Linked DNA regions of Oncorhynchus mykiss: region 1 is linked to region 2. The links are chromatin contacts, called in public Hi-C maps. All regions are on one chromosome and are shown on one strand. The core of a region is the stretch at or near the end of the contact, and the rest is flanking DNA. Distances in the headings are between cores, read along the strand shown. Region 1 holds the start of LOC110522413 (protein shisa-like-1a). Region 2 holds the start of LOC110522396 (furin).

Region 1 (5,943 bases), core at 896-3,395, 210 kb after region 2:
TGATTCATGCAGTCATGCCTGACAGACAGCTAGCTATATTAGCTAGGATCTACAATGACAGGTTGGGTGGATTTGAAACAATTTGAGTGTACCCTAAGTGTACATACGCTTCAATCTGTGCTGTGAGTCAACTCAACTGACATTAGAAAAAAAAATACATTCCATTGCAAGAGCTACATCAGCTAGCATCATTTGAATGAACAATCTACATCACCATGGCAATCCAGCATCAATTGATAGAACATTCCAAATTACCATTGAAATTATTGCATCGCAATACCTGGCAGTCACTGCGAGTGTACCTATGAGTTTACCAGTCAACTTGTCAGGGTTAGAGCGTCCAAGTCCGTTCTATTTCTATGGGTAGGCATTTCTCTGTTACCATAACAACTTAGCTAGCTAGTTAGCCTGTCTGTTTCATTTACGCCTGTTAGCTAGCTAGCTAGCTAGCTAGCTAGTTAGCTAGCTAGCAGGTGCTGTTACATTACTGCATTAGCAAGCTTGCTTCAGCAATCCTTTTGCCACTGGAGTTTGCACTCGTCTCTGACTGACTGACAGCTGCTGGGCACAATCCCACGGCTCAAACACTGTAAGGTTTGCTAGCTAACGTTACGTTAGTTATCTGACTATACAACCATTTAGCTAGCATTAGCATTACCCTGGCTACCAGTAACTAGCTAGCTAGCTCAGTGTCAAAGAAATCAACCTACCAGTCAGAGTCAAATCATCCCGAATATCTGTTTACGGGACACATAAAAAATTGACGTTATGATGCCCGTGGACGGTTATCCATAGCTACCGAATGGTTTTCTGTTTCGCCGTCAGCCATAGATTGGATATGCGTGTCAGAGACGAAAGAGGAACCGAAATATCCCACTCCCTCATTTTTTTTTCTTTCAATGAGGTGAGGAGGAGGAGTCTACCGACGTGTCCATAAGCGACTTCAGTCACAATTCATTTTGTGGATTCAGGGTCATTCAAACATCGTTTTAAGCTTTGTTTAGCTGGTGACAGTTACAGCCGATTTCGGGATTGTATATCGATTCTCACTCCTTAAATATGTGTTATCTGATGTATTCGTTTCAGTCTCTGAAACTTTTAATCAAACTTTTCGCCTCTGGCTCCTGATGTCAGGGCACAAAAACAAGTATCCTGAATTAGCCTAGTGCGCCCAGCTATATCCTTCCCGAGTTTTCCTTGGCTAAACTAGCTGGCTAGCGGAACTATGCTAATCCTCATTGCCAAACTTCATAAATACTGCACCCTCAACTTCAAAACTAATTTGCTAGTTATACAATAATTTATCAAAGAAATTCGCTAGAAAGATCTTGAAATTATTTACTGTAAGAAAACGGTGGCGAAGGACATCATTACTACTTATCAATGGAATCGTATCAAATACATCAAACACATGGTTTGATGCCATTCCATTCGCTCCGTTTCAGACGTTATTATGAGCCGTCCTCCCCTCAGCAGCCACCACTGATATGTACAGTCTTGTACCCTTAACCTTTTTTGTACCCTTAATCTTATTTGTATTTAAATCTGACTTTATTAATATAATGCATAATCCTAGAATGATATGAGAAAATAGCAGTTCTACAGATCACAATGACTAGGATGAATGGTTAAATTACTTCCGGACAGGAAGGGTCAACAGATCTCCTCCTGCTACTCTGAGGGGACATACTTTTCACGCCACTTCAATACAAAGTGATTTTTGCAAACTCACCCTTTCCCTAACCTTAACCTCAGACTCCTAACCTGCTTACTAAAAAGTCACTATGGTATCGAAGTGGCATGAAAATAGTGCTTCCCGTCTATGGGAGAGCACCCCTTAACCTCTTAGAGTGAAATAATACCATGCTATTGTTTGAGGAGAGTGCACAATTATGAACTTGAAAATGTATTAATAAATCAATTAGGCACATTTTGGCAGTCGATACAACGTTTTGAACAGAAATGCATTGGTTCATTGGATCACTCTAAAACTTTGCATATACACTGCTGTCATTTAGTGGCCAAAATCTAAATTGTGCCTGGACTGGAATAATACATTATGGCCTTTCTCTTGCATTTCAAAGATTGTTTTTTTTCTTTGTATTATCTTTTACCAGATCGAATGTGTTAGATTCTCCTACATTAATTTCACTTTTCCACAACCTTCAAAGTGTTTCCTTTCAAATGGTATCAAGAATATGCATATCCCTGCTTCAGGTCCTGAGCTACAGGCAGTTAGATTTGGGTATGTCATTTTAGGGGGAAATTGAAAAAAGTGTCGGATCCTGTAAGCAGACAGGAACTGACCATTTATTTTAACGTATTCATCATCTTTGTTTTAGCCTAGCGCAATTGATTGAGACCTGCAAAGCTTTGTGGGATGTACTCAAAAGCCAATGATTAAATAACCATCTATATCTTAAATCGATTTTTATGCGCACTCAGAAAAGTTGTTACATTATGATGAACTTTGTGAAATATGTTTTGATAACATTTGGTCCATCTGAGAATGTGTTATTTTGTTCAACAAAAAATATCCTTCATTTTTATTATATTGCAGAGTATTATGACATAAAAATATAGCAGAGTGCCTGACTATTCAGCTAATTATCTACTAGTGATGGATGATGACTGGATTGGGAGGAAGGTTTGGATAAAGAATGTAGGGATGATAAGGGACCAGATAGGGAGATAAACAGGACATGCAAGGTTTTGCCATGTGACAAGCAGATCCCTAGGTGAGCATTCCCTGTGGAATGCTAGGTAAGTTTCCTGCTCTACATCATACATAATCCACATGAAGCACAAACCAAAGGCAGGGGAATACTGTGGACTTAAACCAGGTAAGGCTCTCCACTTTATCCTTCTATCTTAATTAAATCATCTTTATCTTTAACTCTGCCTTGTTGGAAAAGGACCTGTAAGTAAGCATTTCACTGATAGTTTACACCTGTTGTGTGACAAATAAAATGTGATTGATTTAATTTGTAATATTAATTAAGTCACCTATTACTAACAATAGTAACTAACAATTGTCTTACATATCTTATATCCAACTAACAAGCTGCTTTTTATTGGCAGAAATCCTAATGAAGTAGGGTGTGGAGCTATGCTGTGTGAGGCCTACTCTGACCACTGGGGTGGTCACCACACAGGGTTCCACTGTCCCCGCCTCTCTGACCCCCCTGACCTGTCCTTCTGTTGCTGGCTGGGAGAGGGTCTTGGGCTCAAACAGTGCTGCCCACGTTCCCAGTACCACAATAGCATGAACAGCAGTCAGACAGGGACCAGAGTGAACTCCAAAGAACCTGTGTACAGGTTAGTAACCATACTCACCTAAACCTGTAGGCTAGTATGGCTACCCTAGGAGAGCAGAACTTTCTATCCAGCATTTATGTTGTGTTTTGTCCTTAGATTGAGTGAGCGTATGGTAGGCTTTTTGGTTGATACAACATACTTCACACCCTATACTTGTTGCTTTTGTGGAAATATAAGCAAAACTGACATTTCAATAATTAATTAAACAAGCTGTTAGGAATATATTAGAGACAGATGGTGCTGTTTGTGACTCATTTCAGCCTTGGAACACTTATGAGCTTTGATCATATTGATATTTCCTGTGTTGTTATTTTTGCATTGTTGTTATGGATGTTTATTTATTTTATTTTTTGTGGGAAACTGATCAAATCAAATTATTATCCTAAACTTTGGGCACTGTCTGCAAAAATGACTTTCATGGAAGCATCATCGTCATTGACCACTGGAAAGCTTGGCTCTAGTTCTTCATGAGAGCTTTCTGTTTTGATTCCAATACAGCTACAGGTCCCTGTTCCAGACTGTGGTTCTGCTCTATGGGTCCTTGGTACTGGTCCTGATGCTTGTGGACTTCCTATGGTTCTGTCGTGCACGGGGTCTTTCAGTAACGGCAGCTCTTACGAGGCATGTCAAGTGTCCCCGTTGGATCTCTAGCCTCCTCTTCCCGTACAGCAACAAGACACAGCAGCAGCTCTACTGCTACCATGGCAATGGGAGGGACTCACAAGTCCTAGGTGAGCACAAGATCCCTCAAGACTCCTCTTGTCTCTAAGGTAACAGAGGACACCGACAACAGTGAGGCAATTTGGCTGACCCATTAAAGACTGAGAGTGTCCTAGGGGAGAAATGTCCATGCCAAGTTCTACATTTGAGCATTTGAATCCCTTGATGACCATCAATTTAAAACAACAAAAAACTGGATAACATACATACACTATGGCATAACAGGGTGTTTTCATGCATATGGATCACACCAGAGTATATAGGGATAATGAGTGATCATAAGATATCTTATGGTTTTGCTTGTATATTTCCAATGTGTATAGTTTTAATAGGTACATGTATTCCCATCAGCACCAGATTTATTAGGATATACAGTGAATCAGTAAACTACTTTGTCTCTATACTGAGCAAGAGGGCTCATACCTAATGCCCTGCATTGGGTGTCTACTTCAGGTAAATGTATGGAACATTAGATGATACTGTATGATATCTATGGTCTGTCTTTTGTCATCCTTATCATAATGAAATACAATGCTTCATACTAAATAAAAGTTAACATTGCAGCTCTAATAAAATCAATACTTGGTGAATCTTTTTATTTAGGGATGAATCTACATTTTCAGAATGATTACCTGGAGTAAAACGGGGGAGGGTCATGCTTTTTCAATTTCAGTGAACAGGTGGGTCATATAATTTGTAATTGATGAAATGTCAATATTTCTCAGTGTTTTAGAATAAGTTGCTTATTAGGCTATATATTGATGTGTGCCAGATGCCGCCCCTCATCTCTGATTCTCTGATGGGCATGCAATATCAAGTGTGCCTATAGGCTATTTAGTGTGGTCTCAATAAAATTATCTATAGGCTACGAAGTGCATGCTCGGAGAAGCACATACCAAAGTTATATTTCTAATAATAGCTGCTGAGATAGTGTAAATACAACTAGGCTGCAGTACACACTGCAATGTATATTCCAATCCTGAGCCCCCCTGACCTCCTGAACTGCCACAATAGGCCTACACAGCACAGCCAAAAACGTTTTTTAGCAAGAGCAGAGCAGGACAGTCAAAGGCAAGCATAGACTTGCCTACGAGAAGGATTGCGCGAAAATGAGGACTACCGGTAAACTTTGATAGCTTTCTATACTATAATTTATTTGATTAAAAACAATATGTTTGTTGCCCATGATGTAGGCTATTTATCTGAGTTATTGACCTCACAATAATCCAGATTCAAGTCATTTACATTGGGGTTCTGAACCTTGAAGCCGCAGTCGCAGCACAATCGATCGGGAATGAACGCTGGAAATAAGCATAATTCAAAAGTGTTCATTTTAATTAGACTTTACTAAAAAAAAAAGTATTTGTGTTGGAGCCTATTTCTTCACATTTAAGAAGTAAAAGATAGGGCTACCTGTTTGACAGACAAAATTAGGCTATAGGCTGCTATATCCATAGATTTGTCAGTAAATTCCTCCACGTACTCTTTTAATAGCCTACCTTCATGTCAGTGAAAATAGCCTTCCTCTAGGCTTTCAGTGAAAGGCTGTAAATTGAGGGGGTATGACATATGCCTACTTTTGAGTGAAGACATTTTTTAAAAGCACAGGTCTATCCCTTGTTAGTTTAAGATTTTTAAAAATTTTTTAACGGATCCGATTATATGAAATGATAACAGCGCTTTGGTCCGTGATGCTTTATGCTAGAAACAAGCTGTAAAATACCGGGAAAGACGTGACTCTGGTGGATATGGGAATGTCATTGTTTCATTTCTTTGACATTAAGAGGCTGAGTTACAACCTTCTATAGATGAGGAGACAAAAAAATAATTTTCTTGGGAAGTAATCTAATTCGGTCTATCAATTGATTGTACTTTCTGTACAATAGAAGATGTTTAAACGCAGAC
Region 2 (5,941 bases), core at 2,642-5,141:
GTCAGGGAAATGACCGGACCAAGGTGCAGCGTGGTGAGCCTACATTTCTTTTTATTATGAATGTCGCCAACAAAAACAAGAAACAAAAAAAAACGAACGTGAAGCTTACTTAGGCTATACAGGCCACTAACAAAGTAAACTACCCACCACTAAGGTGGAAAAACAGGCTACCTAAGTATGATTCCCAATCAGAGACAACAATAGACAGCTGTCCCTGATTGAGAACCATACCCGGCCAAAATAAAGAAACTAGAATGCCCACCCTAGTCACATCCTGGCCTAACCAAAATAGAGATGGCCAGAGCGTGACAGTAACCGCCCCCCCCCCCCCCCCCCCCCCCCCAAAGGTGCGGACTCCGGCCGCAGAACCTGACTCTATAGGGGAGGGTCCGGGTGGGCATCTACTCCGGTGCGGGACGCAGACCCCGCTCCACCTCTGGCTCCCCCCACTTAGGTGGCGCCTCTGGACTGGGGACCCTCGCTGCAGGCCCCGGACTGGGGAACCTCGATGCAAGCCCAGGACTGGGGACCCTCGCTGGAGTCTCCGGACTGGAGGCTGTCGCTGGAGGCTCCGGACCGGGGTATCGTCGCTGGAGGCTCCGGACCGAGGGACTGCCTCTGGAGGCTCCGGACCGCGGATCAGTGCTGGAGGCTTCGTGCCATGAATCCTCACTGCAGGCTCTGGGCCATGGATCATCACTGGAGGCTTAGTGCCATGGATCATCACTGGAGGCTTTGTGCCATGGATCATCACTGGAGGCTTTGTGCCAATGATCATCACTGGAGGCTTCGTGCCCTGGATCATCACTGGAGGCTTCGTGCCATGGATCATCCCTGGAGGCTTCGTGCCATGGATCATCACTGGAGGCTTCGTGCCATGGATCATCCCTGGAGGCTTTGTGCCATGGATCATCACCGGAGGCTTCGTGCCATGGATCCTCACTGGAGTGAGGAGACGTATAGGCAGCCTGGTGCGTGGAGCTGCCACAGGGCTTACCAGGCTGGCGAGACATTCAGGAGGCTTGGTTCTTGGAGCAGGCACAGGATACACTGGGCCGTGGAGGCTCACAGGAGGTCTCGAGCATAGAGCCTGCACAGACGCACCAGAGACACAGTGCGCAGAGTCGGCGCAGGACATCCTGGGCCGTAGAGAAGCACTGGCGGCCAGATGCGCTGAGCCAGCACCATCTGTCCTGGCTGGATGCCCACTCTAGCTGGAATGTAGCGCACCGGGCTGTGAATACGCACTGGAGACACCGTGCGCTCCACCGCATAACACGGTGCCTGACCAGTACCACGCTCCCTACGGTAAGCATGAGGAGTTGGCTCAGGTCTCCAACCTGACTCAGCCAATCTCCACATTTGCTCACCCAATTTTTTTTTTTTTTGGGGGGGGGGGGGGGGGGGCTGCCTCTTTTGCCTGCTCCGCTGTGCCAACTCCTCGTATTGTCGCCACTACTTTCACCGCCTCTATCTCCCCCCTTTGACGCCGATACTCTCCAGCCTTTGCCCAGGGTCCCTTGCCTTCCAAGATCTCCTCCCATGTCCATTCCTCCAGAAAACGCTGCTCCTCCCGGCCACGCCGCTTGGTCCGTTTGTGGTGGATAGTTCTGTCACGAACATCGTCAGGGAAATGACCGGACCAAGGTGCAGCGTGGTGAGTGTACATTTATTTTTATTATGAATGTCACCAACAAAAACGAACGTGAAGCTTACTAGGGCTATACATTCCACTAACAAAGTCAACTATCCACAACTAAGGTGGAAAAACAGGCTAACGATAGACAGCTGTCCCCGATTGAGAACCATACCCGGCCAAAACATAGAAACAGAAAACATAGAAATAAAGAAACTAGAATGCCCACCCTAGTCATACCCTAGCCTAACCAAAATAGAGAATAAAAGCCTCTCTATGGCCAGGGCATGACACCACCTGGCAGACCATGGAGGTATGCGCCTGCCTCACTTGGGGAGCTCTGGATGACCTGGTGGGCTATAACAGTACTGCCCAAAGAGGAGTAGACTATGGCCGGGTTGGTTCGCTAAAACCCGGTTCATTACATCATAAGACTTCCACGACCTCCCGCCGCACATCATCTTGTGATTGACCTTGATGCGGCGGTACTCCAGTTGAATCTTTTTGATATTCTCCCTGCACTGGTCGCCAGTGTGATAGATGCCTTTCTCTCGCAGGACGTCCGCTATTCGGTTGAAAACATGTTGATTTCTGAGGAAACTCCAACTCTAGTTGGACCGACTCATCTGACCACTGCTGGAGGAGTTCTGCCACCTCTGGGTAAGACCAGTTGCTGCCCCGCTTATATTTTCTTCCGCGGAAGTTCATTTTAGATGCCACTTTGACAGATGATAGGTCCTCTGAGTTATCTTTTCTATGGAAATATAAACAAAAACAACCCTGTTTATTATTCTTTTTAATATTTGTATCAAATAACCAATCATTAGACTGAGTTTGGCTAATGTAGCCAAATAGGCCTTAATATAGGCCTATGCTAGCAGGCATAACGAAATTAGCTAATAAATAATCCGTAGGGTAAAATAGTGTAACTACCCTGGGTTTATAAACGCGGAAATCGACCCTGCCACACAAGCATGCTTTTGGCGCGCCGGACCTCGGGATCGAAGGTCGAGGGTTCGAGACCTGCTCCCTGCTGTTTCATTACAATAGTTATAATCATACTATGAAGCACTCAACTAAAGTAATAACAAAATGGGAGACTATAGCATCAACACAAAGGTTTGTTATGCTTACAGTAAGTAGGCTGCCAAGAATCAGTTCACTCTCTTCAGTAGGCGTGGCTACCAGTGCAGTCAGCTGTCACAGTTTACGCGACACTGTAGAACATGTTCTATTTTTGACGCAGTTAGCAACAATAGCATATGTAAAATAAAATGAGGGGAAGAGAATCCTAAAAATTCTACATCCGGGTTGATGGATCATTTTGGACCGTATTAACAGCAGAGCCTCTGTTTGTCATTGGGTTTGTGTGTTAGCAAGCGAGTCAGAATAAACAGGATCGCTCTTTTGCGCCCTCTCCCATACAACATTGCATGGAAGCCATTATTTATGCATGCACGGTATAAATCCGGTAGATGCCGCTCGTAGACAGTTTGGAAATGTGGTGGCACCACGTATGATCTAACCAAAGACATTAAATTATGAAACTAGACTAAGGGTGTGTTCGTAAAATCCCTCTCGAGTGCGCTCCTGTCGTTCGTAAATTCAGAATCGTCTGATTGTCTGTTCATAAATTCAGAGCGATTCGCTCCAGGAGCGTTCAGAGCGCAGACAGGACGCTCTAACGGAGTTGATCCGAGCGTTCTGACCACACAACGGCAGTCAAGCACCCAAGTTAACTGGTTTAAATTGGCTAGTTTGCTAGCTACTTCCTGACAAAAATGAGAGAACACATCATTCTGATCATTTTACTCGCCCTAGCAGAGCTAGGCTGTTTTCATGTTATCTTGGGCGGTAGCGACTAACTGTGCTGCTAGCACCAGTTAAACTCCGTTTTTTCCAACCTTTACTGACACCTGTCATATTCAACGGGTGTTGTGCATTCATACATGCATATTCTGCGCTCTGGCACACTCAGACGAGAGAAAGGAGAAGATATCCGAAATTAATCTACGAACGCACCCTGAAATTGTCATGGCGACATTGCCTGGCATCGGGTCGCGAAGAACTGCGCATGTGCCACTATTTAAGGTTACTTTCACGAGGTTGGAGTAATAACATGTTCAACTACTTAAGTCATTGGGGTGGAATCTAGGTGGTGCTTTTTTCGATTTCGAGAAATGTAACAACTAAGGAAGAATTGTTCACTTCTCTCATTGACTTCTCAAACCCCGGACTGGTCTATTTCGCAAGCTTTCCCGGAAGTCTCGCGATGTTGCGCCTCTGGGTTTAGAAACTCTGTGCTCTAACGATGACGTAGGGCTGGGGCGTGTGGATTTACTTCCTGGGATTTGTAGCTTGTAAATGCAGTGTTCAAATATCCAATGTACTAATTCGTTGAACGTGGCACGTGATTAACTACAACCAGTTAGCGAGTCGGGAATATCAGAGTTTCTTAGTTCCAACTAGCACTTGAACGCGGCACGATTCCTAGCCAAGTGGACGATGTCAGTTTCTCGTATAAAGGAATTTATGACATTTTTAGAATTTTACAATGTGCTTTAAATATAATAGTTTGTTCGAATAGAGCAGTATGCATGTCACGGAATTGTGTTGAATGCCCTAACGTTACATAGGGGGGGAAAAACGTGTTGGAAGTCCTAGCTAGCTTGTTAACGTTATTTGCACGGAGGCTAGCTGAAACGAACACCATGAGAGGCAACGAGAAGACGTGGAAAGTTTACTCCGAACCAAAGATAACAGAGGGGTGACAATATTGCAGTACCACGATACACCAGGGGACTTGGTGTCTGGGTATGTCACACGAGTAACTCCACAGAGTTCCGAGCCACGCCTCGAGAGGAGAGAGAGCTGTCAACCAGGCAGTTGAGACATGATTTGGTTCTTTCATCCGACAGAATGGTGCAAGTCATAGCCAACGTGTGTTGTTTTGCTCTTTGAGCAAAGAGGTTGGAGTTGGAGGTATCCCGATGTGGGTAGTGCCTTGGCGGGCTGGGAGGGAACGAATTAATGAGAGGCATAGGGTAGCATAAGAGCGCATTCTCTTCCAGTGTCTGACAGCGCTGTCGATACTTCACTTCACAATTTGGAGCTAGGACTCGGGAGTTCGGCGAACATTGGTGCTCTAGCTACACAGGACCAGCCAGCTGTCTGATGTTATGTTTTATTTGATGAAATTAAACCAGCTCTACGAAGCTTGCTTATTGAAGTGCAGGTCCTCAAAGAGATAACTCGTGGTAAGATCTTGGCATAATATTTTTTTTTTTTTTTCTAAAGTAAGACATTTACTTGCCTTCAACATAGTCGATTGTGTGTTTTTATTTGTTCCTTCATTTAATTTTTTCCCCTATATAAATGCCTAAATCACTTTTGTATGATTTGTTTTGCATAAATATTGCTATTACTTATTACTATGTTATTGGCATTTTGAGTAGCATACGTCATTGATAATAAGATCATGAGTTACAGTGAGCCGACATAATATGACTGGTCTGAAGATAAGTATCAAAGAAACAAATGACAAGCTTATAGGAGAGTCAGTTTTTGTTCTAAAAATGAACTTTCTGTGACCCAGCTAATCCATCCTCGGGCTATGGTATATCTGATCATTCATGCCCATAGGAATCTCAGCAGGGTAAAACGAAGGTCTTACATTACTGTAGAATGCAAAACAACGTGAAGTGTGGCGGAGTTGTACTGTACATATGCAGAGTTTTCCAATAGGATTTACACTGCATGACACGATTTGCACTTTTTAAAGTAGATGTTTTGGTTACTTATCAGGTCCAATGTCTTAGCCTTTTAGTTCTACGTTCAGGAGCAGTTGTTTTGTTTACCTGTGAACTTCTCTGACTGGCTAACTCTGGCTGTAACTGTTGAACATATTGACCGGATGGTTTCTAGAGTGACCTGAATCCTATTGAAATGACACTCACTTGGGAATGGCCTTTATTTAGGTGACACAGATCTGCAGTGAGGGCCTTGATGTTTTGTTTGGTTCTAAGGAGGTATAGAGTCACTGTCAGGGTGATATAATGGTAATGCTGACATACAACCCTCCTGAGGAATCCATTGACTCAGGTTGTATCAGTGGATTAATGCACCATGCAGTACTATGGGCTGGTGCTTGTCAGTGGCTGGCAGCATTCACCCACTCTCTTTGTGTTTTCCTTAGTAGAGCCAGTCAGGAGCCGAGTCAGACTGAAAATGAAGGGGAAATTCAGCAACTCTTCAAGGACAAATAAAGTTCACTTCCAAAAATGTTATTTTGTGAGTTTAAAACAA

Evidence for each region. Hi-C and Micro-C count contacts between places; a contact is called where the count stands out from the background.
Region 1: a contact with region 2 is called in a Hi-C map of liver, with 3 times the contacts expected there. The contact joins the promoter of LOC110522413 here to the promoter of LOC110522396 in region 2. A contact is called at or near these places in 2 of 3 Hi-C or Micro-C datasets (blood and liver).

The regions. Positions count from the first base shown.
Region 1 is chr1:39,334,996-39,340,938 of USDA_OmykA_1.1, forward strand. LOC110522413 (protein shisa-like-1a) reads left to right here and starts at 2,146. Exons shown (of 2, transcript XM_021600792.2): 1 at 2,146-3,318; 2 at 3,817-4,613. The coding sequence starts at 3,110. The coding sequence ends at 4,087. man2a2 (alpha-mannosidase 2x) reads right to left here and starts at 1,330. Exons shown (of 24, transcript XM_036977122.1): 1 at 711-1,330.
Region 2 is chr1:39,119,109-39,125,049 of USDA_OmykA_1.1, forward strand. LOC110522396 (furin) reads left to right here and starts at 3,892. Exons shown (of 15, transcript XM_036977112.1): 1 at 3,892-4,893.